Linked DNA regions of Oncorhynchus kisutch: region 2 is linked to region 1. The links are chromatin contacts, called in public Hi-C maps. All regions are on one chromosome and are shown on one strand. The core of a region is the stretch at or near the end of the contact, and the rest is flanking DNA. Distances in the headings are between cores, read along the strand shown.

What was found. A called contact is a pair of places that touch in the nucleus more often than the background predicts.
Region 2: a contact with region 1 is called in a Hi-C map of muscle, with 4 times the contacts expected there. The contact joins the promoter of LOC109903969 here to the promoter of LOC109902208 in region 1. A contact is called at or near these places in 2 of 2 Hi-C or Micro-C datasets (liver and muscle).

Annotation. Positions count from the first base shown.
Region 1 is chrLG2:27,350,022-27,354,808 of Okis_V2, reverse strand. LOC109902208 (transcription and mRNA export factor ENY2-2) reads right to left here and starts at 2,943. Exons shown (of 5, transcript XM_020498375.2): 1 at 2,816-2,943; 2 at 2,365-2,442; 3 at 2,199-2,269; 4 at 1,529-1,603; 5 at 959-1,393. The coding sequence starts at 2,432. The coding sequence ends at 1,320.
Region 2 is chrLG2:27,507,970-27,512,765 of Okis_V2, reverse strand. LOC109903969 (growth/differentiation factor 6-A-like) reads left to right here and starts at 2,636. Exons shown (of 2, transcript XM_020501012.2): 1 at 2,636-3,130. The coding sequence starts at 2,779.

The DNA of each region.
Region 1 (4,787 bases), core at 1,694-4,193:
ACTACCTGGTAATGTGCTACTCATGCTGAGCGGTGCCCTGCACGGGTTCACAGCCATTCAAAATGTAATCTATAGCCTATTTGCTATTCCTGGTCTGTAACAAGAGTGGTTTAAACAAAACAAAGTGATCTGAGTCATCTTGTGGAATTGACTAAACTATAAAACAGATCAGAGCCTTACAAGCTAATCTGTGAAAATGTATTTTACAGATGTGATATGAAGTTTATACAGTTGTGTCCAGAATGAGAAAGGCTTACATGGATTGTCTATTGTATTTAAAGTAACAGCCGGGACATTGTAGAGAGGGGCCGTGGCCAACTTTTTACAGATTTCCTTTATCCATCACACCATGGTATAACTTTTGTTTCTGAACTTGTCAACCCAAGGAGTCTCTCACATGAACACTTGCTCATTTCACACACTACACTCACAGGACCTTGGAATAATCTGAAAACCCTATCTGAAAAAAGCTATTTGTCCCTTGGTGCATCCACATGAGTTATATCTCTCCCTGTGAACACTCGTGTTTATCTTTTCGTAATCTCCCCCTCTCCATCCCAATAGCTCCCCCGTCAGGACCACTCTGTTACTCTAGGAAGTAAAGCAGCAGTAGGGTCGTCATTATGGGAACATGTATGTTTGTTTATAAGCACAGGGGATGTAATTTAGTCAAAGGACACCTTAAGTTTCAATGCACCACTGTAGTGTGTTTCAGATTACCAAGGTAAATTGCCCATACAGCTCCATATCTTGAGTTTAAGTACATCCTTTGATTCTTTATTGTGCATATTATTTTACAGTACCTCTAGTATGAGAATAACTATTGGCCAGATACTCAATTGAGTATCTGAGTATTAAATTAGTTAAATATACAAAGTTAACCTACACAGACCGACTGTAACACAGTCTAAAAGATTGAGTGTCATTGCAAGCCTTCTTTCAAAAACAAAACATCGCATTGAACTTCGTACAAAACCCAGAACCAGCTTTATTACCAACTCCTCTCAAAAGCATTTCTCTAATTACAAACCAACTCAAAATCAGAAGACAATCCACAGATTAAAAACAGCATAGAATGTTATGTATTCCAATACAACGTAAAGTTATTGACACATGTTGACTCGTTGCATCATGTAAAGAACTGCGGGCGGTGAAAAACAGACATCTTTCATTCTTAAAATCGGACATTTAACAAACTAATTGAATAAGTCTAAATCATGATGGATGATTGCATCAAATAGCTAGTAATAACAGCACGATGGCAAAAAGAAAACAAGCTCGAAAAACTCTGATAGCAAAAAAAGGTCACGTTGGTTCCATTATGTGGCATGCTGAGCCAGGAAGGCTCTTATCCTCTGCAGCAGCTCCTTCTTCACACTATCAGGCACCAGAACTGAGGAGGAAATAAAGATACAGTATTCGTTTCGGGTTTTGATAGTTGTGTCAACGTTAAACTTTTTTGAAAGTTATTGAACAGAGGGATGAGAAGAAAGGTACTGTATACACAACAACAAAAAGGCCTAAATACCTCTTCCTTTAGGGGTGATTTCTACCACAAGGTCCTCGACGGTCACATGCTCCAAGCCCTTTTCTTTGATGACATCTGCAAACAATTACTTGATGAGTGGCATGATGGTTACACTGTTTTTTTTTTACCATGTCAGTGGCGTCATACTCAAAGGAGGCACATGCCCCCTCAGATTTGCCCTGGTTAAAAATAATAAAACAATTATTTTGTTTAAAATGTTGTTGTTCTCTGTCATACTACTAGCCACCTAGCAATTTATGAAGTTGGCTTTCGCTAGCCCAGATATATTCTCAATCTCCTAAAACTAGCTGCCAAGAGCCATTTCAGGCTATAAATGAAGTTAGAGTAGCTAGTGTGTCTAACTATTTTAAACAGCATGCCTGCTGGCAAGGTTGGTAGACTTTAGAAGAGCAAGCAAATTACAAAATGAACTGAATGAGACTCACATTCCTTTCAATCTTTTACCCAGAATTTTAAGCAGAGATGCATATTCAGTTTATATATATTTTTTAAAGAGCAGACAGGACAATACAGACAGATCAAGAGATTTGATGTGCAGAAAAATATCAATATCATTTTTACATAGAATTAAGCATAATGATTGCTGGGGGAAAAAATTGTGTTTCAGGTGTTTGAAAAAATGCTAAATTCTCCTTTGCAAAACTCTTACCTTTGCAATGAGCTTTCAGCTGATCCCTCCATCCGCATTCAGTGAGTTTAGCTCTGAGCAACTCCTTCAATCTGTGGTTCAACCAAAACAAGCAAGAAGAGTAGTGACCATAGAGTTGATCGGTCTTCTAATAACGATTAAATAGACATTTGTGAAATGTTCTTACCGCTCTCGTTCACCCATCTCAGTTAATTTCTGATTAATTGTTGCTCTCATCTTGGAATCTTTGCTCATATTCTTTTAGCTGCAAAGGTGAGATTCAGATTGAGTTTATGTTGTGGTGTTAGCTAGCTAGCTTTCATTAGTCAACTGCTGAGGCAGGGATCAGTTTAATAGTTCACGTTAGCTAGCTACTGTAACAGTCTACAAACAAGGTGGACAGCTGTCTATCATGAAAAATGTTAAGATTTGCGCTGTAGATAACATTAAATCACTCCTCTTTAGAACAAACTACGAGCAGCATAAACCATTGCTAGGCTTTACTTGCTAGCTATATGCTAACTGTTGACAACCTAACGTATTTTTGACATTAGCCAGGCAAACAAGCTCGTTCACTATCTGATAATTGGCGATAACAAGCTACATCGCTATCAAGGACGTAAAAATCTCACACTTGCCCAAAACGTTCGATGAAACGTGCATGCTGTTGCACACAGTGCCAATAAAATTATAACTGGCGAGCTAGTTAGCCACAGCTAATTGTTGTGTCCCACAATGAATAAGGACCCCCAGGAAACCGTTGATACCAGAAAAGGTTCCTAACTTTTAATGAAGTACTATCGTTATGCCACTAGGTGGTAGCGTTGAATAAGAACTCGGATTATAACAGACTCAACTCTTACAGAGTGATAACGTTACATAGATGAGATCAGTGGAGTTTTATGTTCTTACAATGCCTCTTATTGTACACGTGACCATGAAGTGCTGTTTTTGGCAAGTATTAGATGGTTGCTCAATCCTAATAATATTCGGTAAGAAGAATAACCCTGAGTCTAGGTTAAGATTATTTTATGAAATCCTGAAACTCCATAGTTGAATGCACTGATCGTCAGTTTGGATACTGCTAAATGACAAAATGTAAAAATATAAATATTATGACATCAGTTTAGATGTCAGGTGTTCTGTTTCTTTTTAGCTGTCTAAAAATCAACTTCCATCAATTTGTAGTACGGTCAAAGATACTGTATTTCAGTTTCCAATCTCTGGTGTTGCACCACTTTTAATATGGTGTTGGAAATATTACTTTATTTTGTGACGTTTTTATCCTAACAATGTCTATTCCCTGCCTGGAAAATCTTCATAATTGTATGGAAAACAATTAGCTCAAGAATATTGGAACAAATATTGGAACAACATAAAACTTGTGACCTTGTCAAAAAGTTCTGACCTTATGGCGTAATGGTTAAGGTATTGAATTGACAGTCACTGGGCCAGGGTTCATACCCCTTGAATTTGCTACTTATGACAACATGTTTACACAGGCAGTCCAATTCTGATCTTTTGCCCAATTATGGTCAAAAGATAGGATGTGAACGGTCAAAAGACCAATAATTGGGTAAAATATCAGAATTGGGCTGCCTGTGTAAATGCAGCCCATGTGTTTGAAACTCTTTTTCAAATGAGTCAAGGGAGAGAAGGATAGGATAACATTGTTTTGCAAACAAGTTGAAGTAACAGAGTATGTGACTAGAAAACAAAGTTAACCAGGCTGAATATGCTGCAGTTTTGAAATGGTATCCTAGGGTTGGTTTAAAGGAGGATCAAACATGATAGTGGATTTTCTAAGACACTTGGCACCGTCTCCTAATTCCTTAATGGGGTACTCCTGCCAACCATTAGCCACCTGGGGTTACTGAAAATGTTTATTTTCTCAGAAATTTTTTCCTCAGTATTTTGATGAATGATCTGTGCATAGCCCCTTACATCACAGTCTAATACATGGGGAAAGAGCAGGGATTAAAAGTGGATTTAGCTGTTAACTTAAGATGTAGAGAAAAACAATGAGAAAAAAACTGCAGATACTTCATCACATCCTTTCTAGATCACATAGGCCTACTACATATACTAATATACTTTGTGTGATGTTTAGAGAAAGAAGGCATTTAAAGTGACGAGAGTTTACCTCAGAAGTCTTTCATGGTTTAAGAAGAGTTTTGTGTTAAATGCAGCTTGAAAAAACATGCCGTGTCTGCTACAACATGTTTGAACACGACACTACCGGAGTATTCAAACGAGAAGGAGTTATCCGAGGATAAATAAACCTCAAACTGAAGTTCAAGTATTGATTTAAACTGATCAGTTGACGGTTTCTTCCTGGGTTGAGGTAAACAGATGCCATCCTTCAGAGTCTAGTGGTCACTGGAATATCCCAACACTGACTACCTGACCGCATAATTAATTAAGTCTGGGCTTTTGGTAAACAAATCTCTCTTTAAAGTACAGGAACCCCCTGCAACCCCTTATTATGTGTAATATAAAAAATAAAAAAACATGACAGTCTACTACGCCTGTTCTGCTCAACTACAGTTTAATGAAACACTTTCCTGACTTTTGGAATCCATGAAGAACTTTAATTGCCTCTGTTATACT
Region 2 (4,796 bases), core at 1,387-3,886, 160 kb before region 1:
TTTTATATTTGACATTCTTCAAATAGCCACCCTTTGACTTGATGACAGCTTTGCACACTCTTGGCATTCTCTCAACCAGCTTCATGAGGCAGTCACCTGGGATGCATTTCAATTAACAGGTGAGCCTTCTTAAAGGTTAATTTGTAGAATTTCTTTCCTTCTTAATGCCATTCTTCGTCTTTGAGCCAATCAGTTGTGTTGTGAAAAGGTAGAGTGGTTTACAGAAGATAGACCTATTTTTTTTAAACCAAGTCCATAATATGGCAAGAACAGCTCAAATAAGCAAAGAAAAATGACAGTCCATCATTACTTTAAGACATGAAGGTCAGTCAATACGGAACATTTCAAGAACTTTGAAGGTTTCTTCAGGTGCAGTCGCAAAAACCATCAAGCGCTATGATGAAACTGGCTCTCATGAGGACCACCACAGTAAAGGAAGACCCAGAGTTATCTCTGCGGCAGAGTATAAGTTCATTAGAGTTACCAGCCTCAGAAAATGCAGCCCAAATAAATGCTTCACAGAGTTCAAGAAACAGACACATCTGTGTGAATCAGGCCATCATGGTCGAATTGCTGCAAAGATACCACTACTAAAGGACACCAATAATAGGAAGAGACTTGCTTGGGCCAAGAAACACGAGCAATGGACATTAGACGGGTGGAAATTTGTCCTTTGGTCTGGAGTCCAAATTGGAGATTTTTTGTTCCAACGGCAGTATCATTGTGAGACGCATTGTGGGTGAATGGATGAACTCTGCATGTGTATTTCTCACCTTAAAGCATGGAGGAGGAGGTGTTATGGTGTGGGGGTGCTTTGCTGGTGACACTGTCAGTGATTTATTTAGAATTCAAGGCACACTTAACCAGCATGGCTACCGCAGCATTCTGCAGCGATACGTCATCCCATCCGGTTTGGGCTTAGTGGGACTATCATTTATTTTTCAACAGGACAATGACCCGGTGTATGGGCTATTTTACCAAGAAGGAGAGTGATGTAGTGCTGCATCAGATGACCTGGCCTCCATCCCCTGAACTCAACCAAATTGAGATGGTTTGGGATGAGTCAGACCGCAGAGTGAAGGAAAAGCAGCCAACAAGTGCTCAGTATACGTGGGAACTCCTTCAAGACTGTTGGAAAAGCATTCCAGATGAAGCTGGTTGAAAGAATGCTAAGAGTGTGCAAAGTTGTCATCAAGGCATAGGGTTGGCTATTTGAAGAATCTCAAATATAAAATATATTTTGATTTGTGTAACACTTTTTTAGTTACTACATGATTCCATATATGTGTTATTTCATAGTTTTGATGTCTTCATTATTATTCTACAATGTAGAAAAAAATATAAAAAAATAAAGAAAAACCGTTGAATGAGTAGGTGTTCTTAAACTTTTCATGGGTAGTGCAGATAAAAGCTAAAACTTTACATACCACAAAAAAAAATCTGCATCCAAAATTGATTTTGTGGAGTTCTTCAAAACCGGGTAAAGTATTTGGTTGGTGAATCTTTTGGATCCAATCTTACCCAACTGTCATTAGAAATAGGGCCTGCATAGAGGTTGGCTATAGTCCTAAACATACACAGAGTAAAAACTATGGCAGACACACAATTAGTGAATGCATCAACACCTGCATGCATTATAAATCACTGTGAAGTTGTTTCCTGTCTCAAACTATTTAAAATCTTATCACTGTGAAGGACCTTGTCGGTTTGTTGACCTACTAACACCACAGTTAGTTAATATGTTACTGACAAGGCCTATGCACACATCTTATCTCTGACTAACCCGTTCAAGATTGGAGATTTCCACAAGGGATTTTCATTGTCCTTTATCTGGAGACATGATGTCCTTATCATGAACTGAATGACACATTTTTGAGGATACATTATTATCATGTCTTCATCAAGTGGGCCTAGATATTTAGAGAAGTACGGGTCGTATGATTTTGAAGCAACTTGCAGTTCATGGCAATGCCATTGGAGGCCGGTAGAGTACAGCAAAAAGATAGGCTGAATAGCCTAATGAATAGTGTTCGTGCCATTTATTTTCTTGAACGGAACACATTCTCTTCTAGTACTTTCAGAATCTATTGATAACCTTTGCCAATTTGGTTTACGCACAGGAATACAATATATATAACCGAGGTCCTTTGTCTTGAAAAGTAAAGATTGCACCTGTGACCTTCGTTAGGGATGTAGAACATCGTCCCAAATAGCTAAACTATTGCGAAAGGTTTTTATAAAGTAAAACAAGATGGCCCCAAATTCTTTGCATGTTTGAAATAAAAAAAATATTTTCGTGTCTAAAAGTTTATTGGGGGGGTCTTAGATAATTGGTTACATTGATCAATATAGGCCAATAGGCTACTCTCTCAGCTGGTTAGGAACGTTCCATGACCTCTGCTCTGTTGAAATCTTTGTCCAACTCTTGACCTATGCCAACGTGTTATTGTACCTTTAAACTTGGCTTCCTGTGGCGTTACTTATGGCTGTGAGATACGACTTCTCGGCCATCGGAGATGTCTCCTCCGTCTTAACGTCCATAGAAAGACTGGGAAAAGTTCTCCAGTAAGTAGGCTACATGAGCGTCTGCAAGTGGGCGTGTTTCTCTATTGATTCAACAGTCTCCGCTCTTGTGTGAAGTCGAGGGCGCGAACGCACTTTTCTGGTGAGAAGGGAACGCAGAAGTCTAACTGACGCGCAGTCTATCTTCAGCTCTTGCTGTCTAAAAGTCGCTTCATTGTGGAGAGGGCTTCGAAACATCTTTGGGACACTATCACCATGGACGCATTTCAAGTACTATCGTTATATTTGTTACTGATCTTCATTTGGAATATACCATGTTTTCAGTCAGCTGCCATCATATCCCCCTCTATGCCAAGGAGAAACAAGGGAGTGAAGATACTTCATGATGGACAAAGGTCAACCACATTTCTCAAAGAGATCTTCGCATCTTCCCCTATGTTAAGCCGTCACCGAGAAGACTTTAATAAGGACGCAATTGTGCCCCACGATTACATGCTCTCCATATACAGAACGTATTCGGCTGCAGAGAGACTCGGACTAAACGCAAGTTTTTTCCGCTCCTCAAAGTCTGCAAACACCATAACAAGTTTTGTGGACAGAGGAACAGGTTGGTCTCATCTAAAATGACTTAGCTATGTAGTCTACTACCGTTGCATACGACCAAGTAACAATCTTGCTACGTTTGTTCTAGATTTGCACACATCGCTGCAGCCATGGTATGCATTTTTTTGAATCTAAAAAAAACACCCCCTTTCACAATAGCATAAACTAATAATTTTACAATGGCTGTCTTATTGAAAGAAATGCTGGAGTTGCAAGTTGAAATGTGGAAAAATGGTTTGCCTGTTCTACTCTTGACCCATAAAGAGTGCCATAAAATAAAATAACCACATCAAAATAGAGTGTGCTGGCCAATCTAAATATGTAGAAGTTTGAATTGTAAAAGGTACTATTAATGAATGCATAAAACGATATATCACAAGCTAAAGTGCAATTATCTTGTCAGCCTCAAAGTTGCACTGGAACGTTATCACCGTTTATGAGGGACGCATTACGTTTTGTTGTCGCATTCAGTTCACTTTGAGCCCTTGGGACACATTTTTAAGAGCCATAGGCGTACGTCAGTTTTGCAAAGTAAAAAGTTATATTATACTTACATTGAGCCCCAGGTAAGACGACAATAAAACACTAATTGAGGTCCTATCTAAATCAAGGTAGTAAATCATTCTCTATTGGTCCCCGCGTGCACCAAACCCATCCTGCTCAAACCTTGCCTTGTCGTCCGACTAGACTATCTCAAAACAGAGCCAATTGTGATCATCATAGAAAAAGTTATATTTCCAAAGAACTTGTGCATTTACAAATTGGTGTAGGACTATGTGAATCAGTGAACACGTCAAACAGGAAATTACAGTTGGCTTGCTAGGAATGAACAGTTTGAACAGTTTGTGTTACAGATCATCATGCAATCTGTATGGCCAACTCTGCAGTTAATAAACGGATATATTAGAATGGGTTAGGGTGGGCTACAGGTGATTAGGGACAGTTAACTGTGTAACAAGGTGATTTGACGGATTTGATTAGACAGACAAAGGAAGATAAACACCAACAAACCGAACACATGTACGTCTGCTTTATCTTTAGAGGAGAAATGCAAGCAGTTAACGTCATTGTTGCCATTATTTCCCATCTGTAGCATAGAGATGATTTGGTGAAAAAGCCTCACTTTTCCCCTGATTTTGATTTGATGTGTCACTGGCTCTGACCCTTCTCTGGACTCTCTGAGGGTTGCTTAGCATCGAACCGCTGATTGGAGTATTTGAACTCGTGATCTAATTGAGTGTTCATGTCATAACATATCAAACACTGTCTATTCTCCCATAATGACCCAGCTCAGCCAATGGCACATCACCAAAAACGAAGGAAAAAAATGTAAGAGCACGTCCTTCGCTATGAAGTGGTTAGTATTTTACTGTGTACCTCCCTGTGCGACCGCCACTTTAATTACTGACAATATTTTTTCTTCCGTTCTCTTAGCACATTGGTGGTTTCTGTTAAGATTCTACCAGGCCCTCGAGTGTTGAGTTGTATTGTTTAATAGGTTACAACATAATGTTTTTTGCACTTTAAAAAGTCCGAAAAGTAATATTCATGCGACGGCGTCCGTGCGTAATTTATGCATTTTGCGCTTTTTCAGCTATTACGCACAGCTCTTTTTGGAAACACTTGTACGATAGACGACACTTTTGTATAAAACTGAAATGTTTTATATT